2 separate regions of the Mus musculus genome follow, and region 1 is linked to region 2. The links are chromatin contacts, called in public Hi-C maps. All regions are on one chromosome and are shown on one strand. The core of a region is the stretch at or near the end of the contact, and the rest is flanking DNA. Distances in the headings are between cores, read along the strand shown.

What was found. Hi-C and Micro-C count contacts between places; a contact is called where the count stands out from the background.
Region 1: a contact with region 2 is called in a Hi-C map of cortical neurons. The contact joins two enhancer-like sites. A contact is called at or near these places in 3 of 39 promoter capture datasets (cranial neural crest, embryonic stem cells and neural stem cells), 3 of 484 Hi-C or Micro-C datasets (the G1E-ER4 cell line, cortical neurons and palatal mesenchyme) and 1 of 115 datasets of contacts at active chromatin or transcription factors (embryonic limb bud).

The regions. Positions count from the first base shown.
Region 1 is chr9:60,742,147-60,745,287 of GRCm38.p6, forward strand. No RefSeq gene overlaps it. Among named protein-coding and RNA genes, the nearest start is that of 1700036A12Rik, 24 kb to the right of the region's middle. Within about 2 kb of position 1,260, at least 102 of the 459 cell types and tissues checked have an H3K27ac peak or open chromatin away from gene starts, as enhancers often do. A contact at or near this core is called in cortical neurons, where this site is marked.
Region 2 is chr9:59,963,240-59,966,051 of GRCm38.p6, forward strand. No RefSeq gene overlaps it. Among named protein-coding and RNA genes, the nearest start is that of Gm7616, 13 kb to the left of the region's middle. Within about 2 kb of position 1,287, at least 15 of the 459 cell types and tissues checked have an H3K27ac peak or open chromatin away from gene starts, as enhancers often do. A contact at or near this core is called in cortical neurons, where this site is marked.

The DNA.
Region 1 (3,141 bases), core at 10-2,509, 780 kb after region 2:
GTGTGTGTGTGTGTGTGTGGTCTAGAGGAAACTTCACGTGTTGCTTCTCCGGCACCAATAACCTTGTTTTATAGCCTGGCATTTACCAAGTAGGAGAGGCTGGCTGGACAATGAATCCCAGGGATCCACCTGCCTCTCCATCCCCAGTGTGGTTATCATAAGCATGCCCCACAATGCCTGGATTTTTATTTTATTTTATTTTTATATTACTTCTGGAGCTTGAGCGTGAGTCCTCATGACGGCCAGGCAAGCACTTGGCTGACTAGGCTGTCTTCCCAGCTCTGTGCCTCCAGGACTCTTTGCCTCTCTTCCATCCTATCACCAACTTTGTCTTAAGAAACTACAAATCTGTTACTTCTCTGTAAAAAAAAAAAAAAAAAAAAAAAAGAATGCTGTCTGTATTTTTCTGTACATTTTTTAAGGCCAAACTGCCTAGCTACCACCCCTGCCAACGCCCCACCATGCTGCTGTCTTGTGGAGAACACTCTGAGCATTACTTGGTGGATACACATTCTGTCAACCCAGGGTGACGTCCTGAGCTGGCACACAGCCTTCGGATCCCAAATCCTGCCCCTGTCTGTCTCTCGTTTGCTGTGGCAGCACCCCAGGGTGTGGCTGTCTCCAAAACAGCTCTGCCTGGCTTCTGCCGCAAGGGGCTAAACCGTGCCAGCAAGTCCTCTTAGGCGATGAATTGCTCATCCATTATTTTTATCTCTTTCCCATAAACCGTAAAGTAGATTTTCCCGGCAATTTTGAGCCCCATTCCTTGTAAAACCACTACCAAAAATGAACAGCAAACCTCTGAGGCAGGAAGTATGGGGGCCTCGGGAAATGTTGGCTTATTCTCAACAAGGACATCAATCCTGCTTGCTCCTCTCAGGTAAAATAACCCGAAGGCTTCAGCCTTCTTCATTCGTCCTCATGCTGTGCACTCCCAACAGCCCTATGTGACCCCCGCGAGGCGGGAGTCAGTGGCAGTTATGACGGACACTCAGTGCTTTTAGACCCGGAATGAATGTTATGGTCGGGACATCCAGAGTGTGTATGCAAAAGCCCCGTGGGAGCTAGCTACCATCACTTAGACCACTCTTCCATTAATTAGCTGTTTGCACACCACCCCTGAGCTGGAGCCAGCTCGAAGACAAGGAGAAGCAGGGTACGTATCACGTGTCTTCTTGTAGCTTACTCTGTTTACTCTCTGTCGCTGTCATGAGTCACCACAACCAAAAGCAGCTGGAGGAGGGAAGTGTTTGTTTGGGTTTTCTTGGCGGTGTCCCAATTATAGGTCATCATGAAGGGAACCTGGGGGCAGGAGCTGGAGCAGAAGCACGGAGGAGTGCCGCACGGAGGAGTGCCGTTTCCTGGCTCGCTTCTCATGGCTTCTTCAGCCTGCTTTCTTACATGAGCAGGACAGCCAGCTCAGTGGGCTGGGCCCTCCCACATCAATCACTAATCAGGAAAATGCAGGACAGTGGATTGGAGCTATTTTCTCTGTTGAGGTTCCTCTTCCCAGAGACGCGACTTTCACGAATACTATGAAGCCTGCAGTGGCGGGAGGGGTGCCAGCACACACACTATGAGATGGCAAGAGTTCTTGGTCAGGGCTTCCTACACCTTTCCTCTCGTGGTCCACTGTCACTTAGGAAATTCGTATTATAATTTTATATAGATCTCTAAAATAGATTTACAGCCTGATACTTGCTGATAATAAATCACAAACAACTGTATTTTAAAACAAATGTTTGGTGTACATACAAATTACCATTTATATTGCAGCTTGGTTTTATTATTGTCAGTGCCAAGAACACTTCTTACTCTGAAAGCATAATTCAAAATATCAGAACTAAGTTTAGGGCTGTTTCAGCAAATGTTGGAAACCCTGCCCTAATCCCAAGCCAATATGGTTCATGATTTCTAGGTGAAAATCAAATCAAGACAATATTTAAAAAAAATTAAGTATTCAAATGCCACATGATCCAAAGACACAAGCGCCGGGTAGGTAATGAGGGATGATGAAGAAACCATACTTGAAGTCTTTGTGTTTGACAATTAGCCCAATCTGTTCCCATGAGAGCAGAAATCTCGGTGTACTGGAAAGTATTGCAACCCACAGCATACGGCAGACTCCATTTAGACTTGGAGAGACCGGGGTGGGGGTAGAGGGCTGCGAGGGAGGGGGGTTAGTGGTAGAAGCTGGCAGAGTACGCATGCGTGTTTTGATCAGAGGCTGCACTGAGGTTAAGAAATGCCAGGCCGTTGCGCATTGCCAGAAACACTTCTGATTTATGACACATTTCATTTGGAACTAATTTTTGGTTGTTGCACATTCAGAAATCCTTTGCCCCTGACTAATTGTTGAGAACTGCATCCTGTTGTGCAACCCTACGCACTCAGCTGTGTGCAGATATTGAATTAGAATGAGAGGAAGCAAGAGTTCTAGACCAGGGTTTCTTAAGCAGGCAGGTTTTACATAGAGCATAATATTGCAATACAGTGTGTTAGGTGTTTTGGTGGAAGATGAATCCTGTGACCTTTGCCCTCATCTGTCACTGCAAAATATAGTAGACACTACAGTCATTATCAACCCACCTTCAAAGCAGGGAGATTGTAGCTGGCAGAGGAAAAACCCCGTTGGTTTGCTCTCATCGCCCTCTAGTGCCCACACTGGAGTATAGCCGTGCTAAATGGATTTCGGCCCCGCACTGAGTAACACGCTTGCGTGCCCTTTGCTGGGGAATTTTTAAAGATCCTTCTTTAAATCCCATCCATACTTCTTGCCAAACTGTGAGGCCGGCTTCTTATTTTTAAACCTTGGTGCCCTCGGCTGTGAAGTGGCATCCCACACCATCTATGTTCTTGTAAGGATTAAAGGGGTTCACTTGGCAATTACTACATTTTACTAACATTAAAACAACAACAAAAACAAACCTGCTCTCCCAAAATAGACCACAAGGAAGACTCTCAGCCGTAAGCTATCAGGATGGGGAGACTTTATCTAGAGCACCTGTCACCTCGTACAAATGTCAACTGTGTATGCTCCACTTCCTTGCTGGAATGTGAGACACAAGGAAAGGATGCCGGGTCCCATCACATATGATCTGGCCTGTGACGGGAGCTCAGGAAATATTTGTTGAGAAGACA
Region 2 (2,812 bases), core at 37-2,536:
CTTTTCACGGTCAGTCACAGCATCATCTATGAGCTTTCAAGGAGTTGGCTCCACCCACACCTCTTGAATCCTTCACCTCTCACCTCCTACATCAGCACTGGGGCTGGCAGGTCTCTCTCATGATTCTGTTATTCTCCATCCCCTTGATTGACTTTTTTTTTTTTTTTAAACCAGTCTTCTGGGGATTGAACTAAGGTCCTCATGTGTGTGAGCTAAAAGCATTTTGTCACCCTTACCATCTCCCCAGGACTGGGGCATTTTATTTTGAACCAAGTCTGACTCCTTTATCACTTCCCTGAATGCCTGTGCAGGGTCACCTATCCAGGCTCTTGTTGGTCCCTAATGGCCCCAGAAATGTCTGACAGTTGAAGACAGCCTCCCCACCAGGAGCAGCCCCATCTTGGTTATGATCTTTGGAGATCTTTCCTACTCAGTAAATCTTTGTGACATGGGTTCTCTGGAACCAGTGATAGGGTTGGTTCCCAGCTGGGGTCTGACTCTCAGTGCAGAGCGGGCTCCTTGCTTCCCTCGGGAGGTGGGCTGTGTACCTTTCCAGGTGCAGCTCAAGGTGAAAGCGGACATTTTTGAGCTTAGGTAAGGAGCTGTGCCTGGCTTTGGAAAACCAGTGTGGATTGGCTGGAGTTGGTATGCAGGAAGACACGTTGAGACCATACAACATGTCCTGGCAGATGGAGATGGAATGGACTCCAGGCTGAAGGGGAGGCTGCAGAATCCTAGCGTTACTGCTGTTAGCCAGGTTGGTGTGTGTCTTAGTGAGGGTTTCTATTCCTGCACAAACATCATGACCAAGAAGCAAGTTGGAGAGGAAAGGGTTTATTCAGCTTACATTTTCCACATTGCTGTTGATCACCAAAGGAAGTCAGGACTGGAACTGAAGCAGGTCAGGAAGCAGGAGCTGATGCAGAGGCCATGGAGGGATGTTCCTTACTGGCTTGCTTCCCCTGGCTTGCTCAGCTTGCTCTCTTATAGAACCCAAGACTGCCAGCCCAGAGATGGTTCCACCCACAAGGGACCTTCCCCCTTGATCACTAATTGAGAAAATGCCTTACAGCTGGATCTCATGGAGGCACTTCCCCAACTGAAGCTCCTTTCTCTGTGATAACCCCAGCCTGTGTCAAGTTGACACAAAATTAGCCAGTACAGTGTGCTAACAGCTCTCCATCAGTTTCCCAGTGTTACAGGTTTGCAGTGAGGGTAAGATGGTAAGAGAGTTCAGGTCTGGGAGCACAGCCCTGTGGTAGCGCTTGCCACATGTGTGGCACGACTCCAAGGCCCAGGTTTGAGCCTCAGTGTGGGGGTGGAGGGTGGTGTAAGAGTGTTCCGAGTGTTGTCTGGAATAGACTCCTTGCTCACATTTCTTCTAGGCTCCACCCAACAGTTACCTAGCAACAGCAAGGTAGGAGCCTGGCTTGCTATAAAAGGACTATTTGACACCCCTCTCTGTCCTTCTCTGTTCCTTCTCTTTCTCTGCTTCTACTCCCTTCTCAACCTCCCTTCTTATCCTTCTCATGTCCCAAAATATACTTCATTTTATCCTAGACCCATCGTATGGCTGGTACCTTAAAGGGGCCAGGGTTGGGGTGGGGGTCTCACTTGGGCCTGCTAAAGCACGCCCTCCCGCCATATCATAGTGCATTTTACAAAACATATCACCCCTGATTTGGAAGAATGAATGACATAGTGGCTGTACAATGCAAGGAATGTTGGAAATGACACCTAATTGTGTACTTGATGTAATCATCATGAAACATTTTATGTTAAGTGAATTAGGTGAAAGTGAAGTTTTCCAGTTAGAAAGGATGAATATAAGGGAAGGAAGGGAGCAACTTAGGCCAAATACCGTTTCTAAGGGGCGCTGACGAAAAGCAGGGCAGAGTCAGAAACCGATCTGAGCTGGACCACTCCCTAAGGACTCTAGCTAGGGACAGTCGCCAGCGGTACCCGGCATGATTGGCTTTATCAGGAATCAAGATGATCTGACTCATTGAGACCAAGGTGAAGTCAGTTGACGGGGAGCTGGGGTTTCACTGTGGCCTTTTCTGCAGTGTGACCGAGTTACTTCTGTAGTGTATTTCCTCCATGCTACTCATCCAATTCAGATAAGGTGATGTCCTGCAGAACCAGCAGGCGAAGGCTCTGTTATAGGCAGCTTGTGTATTGTGCTTCCAGATTGTCTCTCACCTGAGTGGTATTCAAGTTCAAGGTCTGAGCCACCAGTAGTTGTAGTCGGAATGAGAAGTTACCCCCTACCCGCTTCTAAACACTCAATTCCCAGTTGTTGGTGCTGTTTAGAAGGTGTGGCCCTTCTGTACTGGAGGAAGTACTTCACTGGAGGCCGGCTTTGAGAATTTAAAGCCCCTCTCTATTTGCAGGTCATTTTCTCTGCTTCCTGCTTGCAGGTAAAGCTTTGATCTGCCCCTGCCACCACTCCTGGCACTTACTGCCTTGCTGTGATGGGCTCTTAGCTCTCTGGAACAGTAAGCCAAAATCAACTGTTATATAAATTGCCTCTGCCATAGCATTAAATCACGGCAACAGGAAAAGTATTTAGTATTCCAACTCCCCCACCCCACCCCACCCCGCCCCCTACAGGGCTCAATTCTCCTCTTGGGAGGCATTTTGGAAGTCATGTAGAAAAGCCATTCTCTTAGCTCCAGCTGTCAGCTCGACACAGCCTAGAGACACATGAGGGAGCCTCAGCAGACTGTCCAGATCAGATTGGCTTGTGGCTACTTTCGATTGATGATTGATCTCGGGAAGGCAAGCTCACTGTGGGCAGCCCACTGTGTCC